Regions from separate parts of the Mus musculus genome. Here region 1 is linked to region 2. The links are chromatin contacts, called in public Hi-C maps. All regions are on one chromosome and are shown on one strand. The core of a region is the stretch at or near the end of the contact, and the rest is flanking DNA. Distances in the headings are between cores, read along the strand shown. Region 1 overlaps Slc25a43 (solute carrier family 25, member 43). Region 2 has its middle 40 kb from the start of Gm14569.

Region 1 (6,343 bases), core at 2,576-5,075, 230 kb before region 2:
TCAAACACGGCCCCACTAAATTGCCCAGACTAGCTTTGAACTTGCTCTGTAGCCCAGGCAGGTCTGAAAAGTTTGATCCTTCTGTCTCAGCCTCCTGGATGTTGGAATTATAAGCTTTTGACATTGTGCCTAGTTCTAGCTTGTCCTTTTAGCACATTTGCCAATCTTGCCAGTTGACAGCTGTTGGCCATGGGTGGCACAGGACAGGATTGTTATGGTAGGAGACAGTGTATTCTTAGAACAGTACACAAAAGTAGTACTAGGAAACAAGAAGAATTTTCTTTAGGTCAGCGTGCTGGGAAGAGGGCAGACTTGGGTGTTCTTACCTTCAGCTTGTATAGACACAAGAGCACAGACTCAGGGTTCACTCAGTGGCATGATTCAACTCTGTACTCAAAGGGAGGGCTCCTAAACTTGTTTTCAAAATTATTCATTTTAAAACAAGTATCAAGTGCCTGTTATGTGAGACTACATGTTTTAGGGATACACAAAAATATAACATATACTTCCCATGGGCCAAGAGCTTGCAATTTAGAGAAAAGAAACACATTTATAATATAAGGGATCTTGTGACATGCATAAAAGAGTTTTCTAGGGGCTGAGAGATGGCTCAGCAGTTAAGAGCACCGACGGCTCTTCCAGAGGTCCTGAGTTCAATTCCCAGCAACCAGATGGTGGCTCACAGCCATTTGTAATGCCCTCTTCTGATGTGTCTGAGGAGAGCAACGGTGTACTCACATACATAAAATAAATAAATAAATCTTTTTTTTTAAAGAGGGTTGGAGAGATGGCTCAGCAGTTAAGAGCACTGACTGCTCTTCCGAAGGTCCTGAGTTCAAATCCCATCAATCACATGGTGGCTCACAACCACCCATAATGAGATCTGACGCCCTCTTCTGGTCTGTCTAAAGACAGCAACAGTGTACTTATCTATAATAATAAATAAATCTTTTAAAAAAAGAAAAGAGCTTTCTAGGTTGAGTATCCTTTATCTAAAATGATTGGGATAAGAAGTACCTCAAATTTTGAATATTTCTTAATTTTGGAATACTTACATATAAAGAGAGATCTTTGAATGGGAGCAAAGTTTAAAGCATGGAATTCACTTATGTTTCATATATATTTTATTTTACAAAGCATGAAGGTAACTTTATGCTGTTTTATTAAATTTTTATTTTTATTATCATATATTCATATGCATGTGTATATGGTGTGTGTGTGTCTGTGTGATGGTACATGTGTGCTGGGTCTTATGTGTGGAGGTTAGAGGACATCTCAGATGTGGTCCTCAGTTCTGTCTTATTAGATACATAGCATCTCTGTTTACTGCTGTGCAGGTGAGGCCATCTGGGCCACGAGTTTCTGTGGATTCCTTTAATTCTGTCCCCTATCTCAAAAGAGGAGTGCTAGAATTTTAGAGTACACTACTGTCATGCCTAGCTTTATACAGGTTTGAGGAATTCAAACTGAAGCCCTTGTGCGTATGTAATAACCATCTCCCCCACCCCATCGACAGTCTTTCCAGCGTGTCTGTATTTGTTTGCAGTCCTTTACTTGAGATCAGTTGTGGAATCTTCCATCATGTGGATGCTCCAAGTTTCTGACTTTAGAGTATTTTGGTTTTCAGAGTTCCAGAGTAGGGATGCTCAAAACTAAGCAAACGAAGACACTGGCATTGAGGAGACTATTTCTGCTTGGGAAAATAAGATAGCTGCTACCAGGAGGTAGTTTTGGCAGGGAAGGGACAGCAGAGCAATGATGTTGAGATAAAAAAGGGTAAAAGAGGAAAAAATGCTATGGAAGAAAATTGTCAAAGTGAGAGGACCCACGGTGAGGCTAACAGCACCCTTTAAAAGGAGTTACTCACCCACAACTTTTGGGAATACAACGACTGTGCCCATAGACATGGGAGTAGAAGAGGGAGTCAGTGAAAAACAGCATCCACCTTTTCAGAGAAGGTACCCTATAGTTAATTTAGTTTCTTCTTCCCCAGGACTCCCTCTCCAGTGGGCTAGAGTGCCTGCATTGTGGTTCTCAAAGGCTTAAATAGCTGCCTTTATGCATTATCTGAAAATGTGTGCCTTATGGGTGGGAAAAGCCAGCAAACAAAAGCAACAGATACTACTACCAACGTAAGTTCAGTTGAACCTTTACAGAGACAGAAGTGATGCTTAGGCAGAGAGAGGTAGCTGCAGGAACAAAGGCCTGTTGACCAGAATATAAAATACGTTTGGTCTTCAGGGCTTGGGGGAGGGGAACTTCTTCACTATTGCAACTGGATGCTTCAATTGAACAGAGGCCAAAAGAAGGCATGTTGTGCTTTGCCCAGACAGTACTTTTTATTTGCAGCCTTAAAAAAAAAAAAAAAGAAAGAAAGATTTCACATCACAATCTGGATGTAAATTTAGGGGCTCCCTTGAAAACTGGGCTTGCATTTCTAAATGGCAACCATCCTTCTGAGAGGAGACTCTTGCAGTTTAGCTGCAGCCTCCACCAGCTCACTTCACTCTTTTCTGCTACGCATATTTAAATGCTAATCACATTCTGTGAGCAGAGAGTTTAGTTCTCCAGAATGCTTTCAAAAGGCACGATGGCTTAGAATGCATTTAAAGGCTTATTGTTTGGGGCTGAGTGCCCGTTATCTGGGTCTCCCTAGCTCTCCTGTCCATGCTGTTTCTGAATTCTTACAGACATTTGATTCTGCAACTCCCTATACAAAGGGCTTCTATACAGCACGCACAGTGAAGTCGGTGAGGGAAACATGCCAAGCTAATGGGCCGGCCTTTATTCTCTAAAGGTGATAGAGGAGCCACAGTGACAGGGCAAAAGAACATTTGTTCTGCAAGAAACCCATGGACTGAAGTGAGCTCTGATCCGGGAGGCAAACCTGCATGCATGGCCTTTGTCCCAGTTCCGTTGCTCAAAGATGGGCTTGTAATCTACAGTGCCTCAGTTTTCTCATCTCAATAGGCAAGATGGCTCAACAGGTAAAAGTGCTTGCTGCCAAGACTTGACGATCTGAGTTTAAGCTCCAGAACCTGCCCTGCGTGGCGGACAGAGATCTCTGACTCCCGTAAGTTGTCTGACTTCTTTCTGTATGTGCACTGTGACACACACACACACACACACACACACACACACACACACACACACAGGCACTCACACGCAGATATAGTAACAACAGTGCTTACTTTGTGAATTGTTGTAAGGATTGGATGACATAATGAACATCCACTTGGCCCGGTGCCTACTATATCTTCCCACTCAGTACTAATAGTCACGTTTAGAATCACTCATAGAGAACAGTATGTGCTGCACTATGAGCTGATAAGGACTTTGACTGGGAGTCAGGGCAATAAAAAAAAAAAAAAGGACCCATGTAGGAGACTTATGAATGCAGAAGCAAATGAACTTTGGGTTGGTTGGATGAAGGGACGGCAGAGGCAAGCCTAACTTCTGGATGCTTAGCTTGGCTATCTAGGACACTGATGGCCCAGAAAGGGAAAAGTCTAGAAAGACAGTTTTAGGGGAACATGGGTAACTTTGATAGACAGTGGGTTGGAAGTGATCGTGAAGATGTGCTACTCAGCGGTCCAAATCAGCAGGCTGTGAGAACCATGAGCTCAGGACTGAGGAGGGAGGCGGGGGTGAAGACATAGGATGGAGCATTAGAAGCCCCGAGTGGGTTAATGAAGTGACTGTGTATCTGCAAAGCTTGCTCAAGGTGGTATCCATTGCGGTCCGAGTGGAGGCTATTTGAGCAGGCTGGGGCCTCTGTTTATTCACTGACCATGTGTGTTCTGCTCACTGAGCTGTGCCACTTGGATACCACCTTTGTCCTTCATTTTATGCACTTTCAGTTCAAATGCTGACTTGGCCTAATCCTGCTTACCCTGTGAGTTGTGGTGGGGGCAAAGTCCACTGGGGTATAAATCAACAGGACGGCACATGGGTTTGTATTTGGTGAAATGGAGATAACTAATAGGAGCAACAGAGTGGAGGGAGGGTTCGTGGACCTCCTTCCTGATTCTTTCATAAGGCCTACCAGACTCCAGGTCCCATGTTCGAAGCTGTTCCCCAGACTCCCAGCAAAGTGTTCCCAGCCTGCCTCTCCTTCTCTTTCACATACACCTGCCTATGGAACTATTATAGTTCCCCCCCCCCCCATAATTCTTTGGTTCTTAATAGGGCTTATAGATTAATCACATAAAATATTTGTTGTCAACATTTCTTCCATCTTATACTTTCTTGTATTAAATCCTTTCCTTTTCTTCACCCTCCCCACCCCTTTGAGACAGTAGCTCACTGTGTAGGTCTGACTGGCTTTGAACTTGCTATGTAGACAAGGTTACCTTCAAACTCACAAAAATCCACCTGCCTCTGCCTCCCTAAAGGTTATGCCACTATGCCCAGCCTATTGTTTCTTTAATACACTTAGTGCTGCCAGCATCTTCTGGCCCAGGGTCTTAGCCAGGTGGAGATGCAGATAGAAGGGCCAGGCTGTATCCAGAGGAGCTGGAGTTAAAATGTACAGACACGTGGAAAAGGAGATTTCAGGCAGGGTGGCATTAGGGTCCGTGAAAGCACACAAGGTAGAGGCATTTCATTCCACATACAACTGACCCTTCTCCCCGAGAAACATTCTCTCAAAACATGCGCATGCATAAATTATTTACCTCTCCATCCTCTAGCAGGGCCAAGCAAGCAAAAGAAAAGCAGGATAAAATGCATGTAAGCCTGGTGAAGGAAGGGCTCAGGTGGCTAAACAAGACTTCTGATTATTGTCATTAATGTTCAGAAGAGTTCCAACCTGCCGTGGTATTAGACAGACAGATTGTATGTCCGAATGTCTGGATAAAAGCCCATGAAGACAGGCACTCAGACAAAGGCGTCAGCCACTGTGGGTGCTGGGAAAAACTCCCTGTTCAGTTGGCTATCCACCAGACACCTGCTGTTGATTTGCTTCATGGTGGGCAGTGCCATGGAGAAAACCAATGGAATGCAAATGTTACCATTAACTGTGTTCAGGTCACAGCAGCTTGGTGCCCTTGTGACAAATGAAGTGCGGAAACCTGCCTGATCCAGTGGAAGTGTGTGGTTCTTATGGCTTTCTCTTCTTGATGAATATTGCATTATGTGCTTTACAGGAAAAAAAAAAACTTTAGGCGTTTCCTGTTGCTTCTGCCCCCTTATCTTCCTAACTGAAAGCGATTCTGAGCTGGGCCTGTGAGGTTAGTAACTCACTAAGTTGCTGGTTCATAGCTTTCCATGGCCAGAGACTATGTGTTTACTGCAGTGACACCTAGTGGACAGAGAAGGTAATGCCATGTTTGCATTTGAAGGCCTGTGGTTCTGTCCTGGGTGTTAATTTTAAAAATATGTATTATGGACAAATTGTTATATTTACTAACCCATGAAGAATAAAATTTTGGCTGCGTCATATTAGTTGGCTTACTATATCTTCAGATGACATTTATGATGTTAGTCATAATTAGATGCTAATCCTATTTTACAGTACATTTATTTTGTGTTTTTAAAAACAACCACTATGACTTTGCATTTATTTGAAAGCTGTTTTCTCTGTTTTTGTTTTCTTGAGGCTAATCTCAAACTGGCTATGTAGATGATGGTGACCTTGAAGTTGTGACCTTCTTGCCTCTGTCACTGAGATCACAGGCAAGTGACACCATACGCAGCCTTGACTGCAGCTTCTTGACACAGTATATATACATTAGCTAGAAGGTTCCCACACAAAGGGAAAATGAGTAGGACTGCACTCAAATTCTCACTCTCAGTGTTTCTTACCCTGGTTGGTGGCAGATTGCTATGGTAAGGTGATATTCTAGTGCAGAATGTAGTGTTGGCTAGAGTCTCCTAGAGAAAGCCATTGTTTTAGCAACCAGAAAAAGAAAGTAAAGCTGAAGATTTATGGAGAAGACCAAAATCTCTCAGCTTCACATCTAGATATCACAGAACAGCCTGAAACCCTCTCTGATGACTAGCCCCACCCCCAGGCCTCAAGGTTCGATTTTAGGTAGATCCAGAGCTCACCAAACTTTACCTAAGCTAGGACAGACTCAAAAGAGGCAAGAAAATGCTGGGGATGTCCCTGGGAGCAAGAGAGAGAGAGAGAGAGAGAGAGAGAAGGTATTCTCTCTCTCTCTCTCTCTCTGTTTTTTTTTTTTTGAGACAGGGTTTCTCTGTATAGCCCCTGGTTGTCCTAGAACTCACTCTGTAGACCAGGCTATTCTCAAAATCATGGAAATCCACCCACCTCTGCCTCGTGTAAATTTCATTGAGTCAGCATGGTGGCGTATGCCTTTAATCCCAACCCTTGGCAGAC
Region 2 (6,345 bases), core at 950-3,449:
CAGAGGCAAGCAGATCTCTTGGAGTTTGAGTCCCGCCTGCTCTACAACCCCAATTACAGGCCAGCCAGGGCTACAAAGTGAAGCCCTGCTTCCCCAACTCCAGAAAAAAAACAAAACAAAACAAACCAACCCTTTAAAAAGTAAACAAGAAGCTGGAGAGATTATTCAGTGGTTAAGAGTGCTTTGTGTTCTTCCAGAAGACATGAGTTGGGTTCCTGGAACCCATATCAGGTAGCTCACAACTTCCTTGTAACTGAGCTATAGGAGATCTGATGCCTTTTTCTCAATTCCCAGGGCACCAGCATACACATGGAATACATTCGCACACACATACAGATGCACCACACAATGCTCTCTCTCCTTCCACCCCTCTCTTCTCTTCTTTTCTCTTCTCCCCCTCACACATACATGGTTCAAAAGGTAAAAATAGTAAATACACTGAAGAAGTTATATCATCTGAATAGTATACATACATATGAAGGAAATAGACCCAGATCCAATAGGAAAGACCTAACAACTCTCAAAGCTTGTTTTAGTCAACAATCGCACATAACTTTTAAAATTACATTAAATTATGTATAGTGGCATTACAAAGACATTTCTGTTCACCAGTTGGTTTAAAATACAAGTAGAGAAAATCTTGTTATCTGATCTGATTATAAAAAACATTATTAAACTTACACTGTAGCTTCAATCAACCTGGAAGAATTATTTTCATCCTAATATTTATTTTCAAGAGTGAAATTAGAAGTGCATAGTCCACTGGTCAACTTAAAGAATGAGCCATTGGTAATATATTTATAACTCTTGGAACATTTAATCCAGCTTGTGTAATTTCTAGAGTGTTCCACACAAATTGCATCAGGAGCTCTTAATATTGATGACACAATTCAGTTCCATAAGGAACTTTTGGAGGCCTTTGAAACTATTTGTTTACTGTTAGTTTTAGTTTTCACATTTAGGACATTTTATTCACTGTATATTTCTCACTATGGTGTGTGTGTTTAATTTGAGAATTAAATGAGGGGGGCTAGAGATGTCCCTCCAACTTTTATTTTGATAAAAATGTTCTTTATTATTCCATTAGATTTGCCAGAAAAAAATCTTGTGATAATAGGGCCTCCCCACACTCTGTATTTAGAGATTCTCTCCTTTCATGTTTTACAACTATAATAAAACAAACAAAATAAAACAAAAAGCTGGTAAAATGTGGCCAAAAATAAAAACACAAGGGGGAAAAAAACAAAATCAAAGATGAAACACTGATGTGCATGATATAAATGGGGGATAAGGTCAGACAGAATTGTGGAATTTTGGCTTTCTTTTGCTGCTGATAATCATTGAGCCCAGCTCGCACAAATTTAGGATGACTGGAATGTCTCCATTTCAGTAGCTTCCCTTTCTTGTGTACTAGGGACCTCTGGTGGCCACACTCAGTTTTGCAATCTTCGGGCTGGGCAGGTTTGCTCACCCCTCCCAGATTCCCCCAGACAATATGCCTTAGGTTCTATCAGCCAGCAGTTAGCAGTGGTTCTCAATCTGTGAGCTGTGACCCCCTTTCGGGGGTGGGGGGTGTCAAACGACCTTTTCACAGGTGTTGAATATCAAATATGCTGCATATCAGATATTTATGTTACTATTCCTAACAGTAGCAAAATTATAGTTATATAATTTAAGTAGTAATGAAAATAATTTTGTGGTTGGGGGGGGGTCCCCAGAGCATTAACTGTATTGAAGGGTTGTAGCAACCACTGCTAGCTGAAGAAGGGTTTACAAGTTTATTGACAGTACTGAGATCAGTACAGGTGGAACACTTACCTTGCCTTTCCAGACCACCTAAGAACTGATCACCCTGCATGAGGGATCCAGGTGAAGACGCCATGGATTCTGCTAGAATTTCAGGGTTCTTAGACTCTATAGGCTTCCAGAGGTTGATCCATCTGCTTACACCAGGCTCAGGACTGCCAAAATCTACAACTCTTCTCTCTGGTGATAAAGTCTGTTCCTTAGCTACCAAGGACACGAGTATGTTTCCCTGTGTACTTTTCTGCTTGAACCAAGCAAGCCTCCTGGTTTTTAGATTGGCAGCGTCAGGCTCTTCTTTCCCCAACTGTTCCTCAGATTTGTCTCCCAACCTGAGGCTGTGGCAGCACCTCCCCACATTCGTCTTGTGACTGTATTGCATAATTTCTTTCTGGACACACATGTGCACTTTGCACTGTGCGTGTGTGCATACCAGACAATACTAACTAGTCCACTGTGAAACACTTGGGCTCAGATTAAAGGCTATATGGTATGCTGTAAATTACAGTGTTTTTTTTTTTTTACTGTATATATAAAGTTTTCTGGTGTTGTAGAAGTATAATGGTTTAATTGTGGTTATTAAAGGCTTTTTAATATGTATTATAGTGCTTGACTTTTAATTGCTTTTGAATTGCAGACTTGAGTTTTATGAACTAATCATATTAAGTGAATTTGGGCTCGAGATAGGACAGAATTTGCAACAGCTCTTGAGATCAGCATGATATGGTTATAGATAAGAGTGGTTCAAATAGCTTCTAAAATGGCCCGAAACAGTCTTCTTTCAATTTTTAGCATTTAAATATGTATATATGCAAAGTCCTGTTCTCAGCATTAATGGTTATAAAATAAAAATATGAATCAACTCATCAACTGAGTCATCTCTCCAGCCCCCTGTAATGATTTTTTTTTTTGTTTTAAGACCAAGAATTCTGGAGCTTTCTTGCAGTCTTGTTTGTTTAGCTAGCTCCTTATTAATAAAGGCGGAGGCATGGGTGTAGGTGCAGATAACAGCCAAGGCTGCTGGCTCAGGCTTGTGATCCCAACTCCTCTGCAGGCTGAGGTAGGACAATTGTGAACTCCAAGGTAGCCTAGGCAAACTAGTGGGACTCTATCTCAAAACAAAACATAAAGAGGGATAGAGCTCTGGCTGAGCAGGCATCAGGTCTTAAACTCAATTCCCAGGATCACAAAACAGCAACTTTTTTTTTTTTTAAGAAGCAGACCATAGTTTTCTCCTTGTGATACTGTTGACTGGTTAGCTTTCAGGAGGCATCTCTTAAAGGATGGGACTGGTTAAAAATCTCTTCATGAACTTCTTGACAGAAACTGTAGTTAAAGAAATAAACAAAATTTATTATGAACTTAATAGGAGAATAAACTAGGAGTGGGCTTGAAGCCCCCTTTTCTCCATTTGATGGAAACTCAATACTGAAGTAGGCCTTGAAAGAGAGGAGAAATAGCATGCAAATCATAAGTACAGATTCACTGGTGTACACTCAGGTGTGCCTGGGATGTTGGTACATTGATAACCATCCCTGGGTAGGACTGGAAAGGGCCACCAGACTCTAGCCATCCCCCCTCTTGTTTGGTTTATATCAAGGTGAAATTGAAGTAAAAATGTACATCATGGGCAAAGAAGGCCTAGGAGATCCTACTCACTAGGTGGATGAAAGAAAGGAAGCAAACTGTACTGGGATTTTTGAGGGATAGAACAAACTTCTAGGTCTTTCTAAGGTCAGCAAAACTCACTTTCACCTCTGTTTTCTATTTCTTCATCCCAAGTGTGTGTCCTCTGCATAGATAGTATCAGTAGCCTGGAGCCATCCATGTAAGTGGAGTGAGATGGGAGAAGCCATTCGGATGGAGCCGGCTACTTCTCTGCTGTATTGAAGGATGCCTTCACTTAAGCTGCAGTGACTCAAAGGAGGCAGCAGTAGTAAGGACTGCCAGTATCCACTAAGTGGATTTATTCCCAGGACTTTGAAAGTTCTTACCTGAATGGTTTCATGTAAACCTCACATCTGAGCTGTGGATAACCAGTATTAGAATAAGCTTGGTTCAATTTCTAGTGCTACAAAAGAGAGAGCAAAGTCCTCACACGAACCCTCTGAGGCAGACACTATTGCTATTTCTTTTTTCACAAAGTCACACCAGGAGAGAGACATATTCTCTCTCTCTGTCTCTCTCTATCTCTCTCTGTGTCTCTGTCTCTGTCTCTGTCTCTCTCTCTCTATCTCTCTCTGTGTGTGTATGTGTGTGTGTGTGTGTGTGTGTGTGTGTGTGTGTGTGTGTGTGTGTGTGTGTAAACCAAGCTGGCCTTAAACTCATGATCTTCTTTCCTTGTCCTCTTCAACATTTGCCTACTGGCATGTGCTATCACAAGAGGATTTAAGGAAAGAAATGGAGAAAAGAACCCAGAATTCATGAGCTATGAATCAGGATGGGGGAGTTACTGAGGGCAGAAAGTTTCAGTGGGGCTGGGAGAAAGGGGGTGGGGATGCATCTGAACTGAACATGGATGTGTGTCTTGTTATTTACGTTCCAGATCCTATTTTATAACTGGGCTCTTTGTTTCCTTGGTGTTTAGTTTTTCTGAGTTCTTTGTATATTCTAGAAACTAATGAACCATCAGAGGTATAGTTGGCAAAGATTTTCCCCCATTTTGTAGACTTCCTCTTCAATCACTTAGCAGTTTCCTTTGCCGTAGTACAAAACCGTCTCCTGCAGTCAATATGTTGTCAAGGGTGACCTTGAATTCGTGATGCTGCTGCCTCTGACTCCCAACTTCTAGGGCTACATCTGGCACCACAGTCATGGTTTCCAATGACCAACACTACTGAGCAGTGTTAGTCTCAAAGTGGCATACAGCCTCACAAGGCCACATGATATTAGTAAGCCTATTTCTGAGTGTCACAGAACCCTTCAGTTTGATATGTGTAGTATGGTTTCCCATGCCCCACCCTTCAGGATTCTATGTCAATAGGTCCGAGGTGGGGTCTGGAATTAGCAGAACTAAAATTTTGTCTTGGGAAAGAGGAGGCAGTGATTAAGAATATGGAATTTGGGGTTCAGCAGATGTAGGTTTGAAGTTGGTTCTGTCTCATATTAGCCATGTGGCCTTGGGCAAGTCACTGGTGTTTTCTGTGAATTGGGCCTCCTTGGAGAGCCTCTGGCCCAGTGGTGTGGTAAGAATCAGGTTCAGTAGCATATCCAAAGCATGCCCAAAGTGCCATACATCAATAGTGTAAACCGATTGCTCTTTAAGCTAATTAAAATAATATAAAAACTCAATTATATGATAGTTATTATTCTTGTTAAAAACATCACTGAGTAAGCAGTTCATGAAAGGTTCCTTTTCACCCAAGGAAGAAGTTTATAAAGATTTGTTGTTTTTCTCATCAAATTGTAGCGGCAATAAAAGAATTGGCAGGGCGAGGATGCCAGCCTTCAGGAGGTGGAGGCAGGAGAATGAGGAGTTCAAAGTTACCATGAGCTACATACCAAGCTTGAGGCCAACCTCAACTACAAGAGACTCTCCCTCAAAAAACCAAAAGTATTAGAAAGGTGAATGTGGTGACACATATCCTTAATCCTTATACTGGAGAAGCCAAGGTGAGAGGATCAACAGTCCTAGGATGGCTTGCTGGATTCCACAGCAAAGCCCTAATTAAAAGACTTATGAGAAAGTCAGTTTGATCCCTGGACTCTCGGGGTTGCGTGGTTCCAGGGTTCCATTGCCTTCTGCAAGCAAGCAAAACTGGATTGTTATTACACCGTCAAGGCCAGGTTGACTGTGAGACGTTTTATTCCCAAGAGGTGCCTTTGTGAATAGGAGGCCAAGTTATCTCTGTGTATTAGAGCACCGGGCAGGAAACTTGTGATAGCAAAGCCAGCCCACTTTGGCAAGTCTGTTTCTTTTGTCACAATGAAGATTTTTTGAATGTGTCTGAGTCAGGGCCCCTTTGTTTTAATACCCAGGAAACAAACAGAAAGCTCACTTCCAGCCCAGAGTGAGTGGGGACAGTGACACCTTCTTCTATATAGGACAGCTCACTATAATGCCAATGACCTTCATTGGCTTCAACATTTAGGAGACTTAAGGCCCTAAAACACTAGTGCTAGATTTGAATCACACGAACCCCTGATATGAGAGAAAAGGTCTGCTTGATTTCAGACAAGACTCTGGTAAGGCTGGGTCAGAAAGCTGTAACGTCCCCCTGAGGCTGATCCTGGGCTTTAACTCAATGGCGATCTCATTCACACTTGAGCTTGTGGTTTTGCCTCAACCACACATACCCACACTATGCTGCCCTCACAGCAACTGGATTTTCTTACTGTTCTCTTCCCATTGCTTTCCTAGCCCATCAACGGTGTAACTGACATCTGACGCACATACACATATACACATATACACATTCACACCTATTTTAAGTGTGTGTGTGTGTGTGTGTGTGTGCCTGTGTGTGCTTGCGCTTGCCAAGTAGCTTAGCTCACACTGCTAAGTAGAGCCTTTACATGGGTGCTGGGGATTTGAATTCAGGT

What was found. Hi-C and Micro-C count contacts between places; a contact is called where the count stands out from the background.
Region 1: a contact with region 2 is called in a Hi-C map of liver, with 3 times the contacts expected there. The contact joins two enhancer-like sites. A contact is called at or near these places in 5 of 39 promoter capture datasets (the C10 cell line, cranial neural crest, hematopoietic stem and progenitor cells and 2 more), 4 of 484 Hi-C or Micro-C datasets (liver, nephron progenitors and ventricular fibroblasts) and 1 of 115 datasets of contacts at active chromatin or transcription factors (astrocytes).

The regions. Positions count from the first base shown.
Region 1 is chrX:36,760,028-36,766,370 of GRCm38.p6, reverse strand. The region is part of intron 3 of Slc25a43 (solute carrier family 25, member 43); the gene reads right to left. Among named protein-coding and RNA genes, the nearest start is that of Gm23613, 13 kb to the left of the region's middle. Within about 2 kb of position 3,825, at least 39 of the 459 cell types and tissues checked have an H3K27ac peak or open chromatin away from gene starts, as enhancers often do. A contact at or near this core is called in liver, where this site is marked.
Region 2 is chrX:36,529,810-36,536,154 of GRCm38.p6, reverse strand. No RefSeq gene overlaps it. Among named protein-coding and RNA genes, the nearest start is that of Gm14569, 40 kb to the right of the region's middle. Within about 2 kb of position 2,199, at least 3 of the 459 cell types and tissues checked have an H3K27ac peak or open chromatin away from gene starts, as enhancers often do. A contact at or near this core is called in liver, where this site is marked.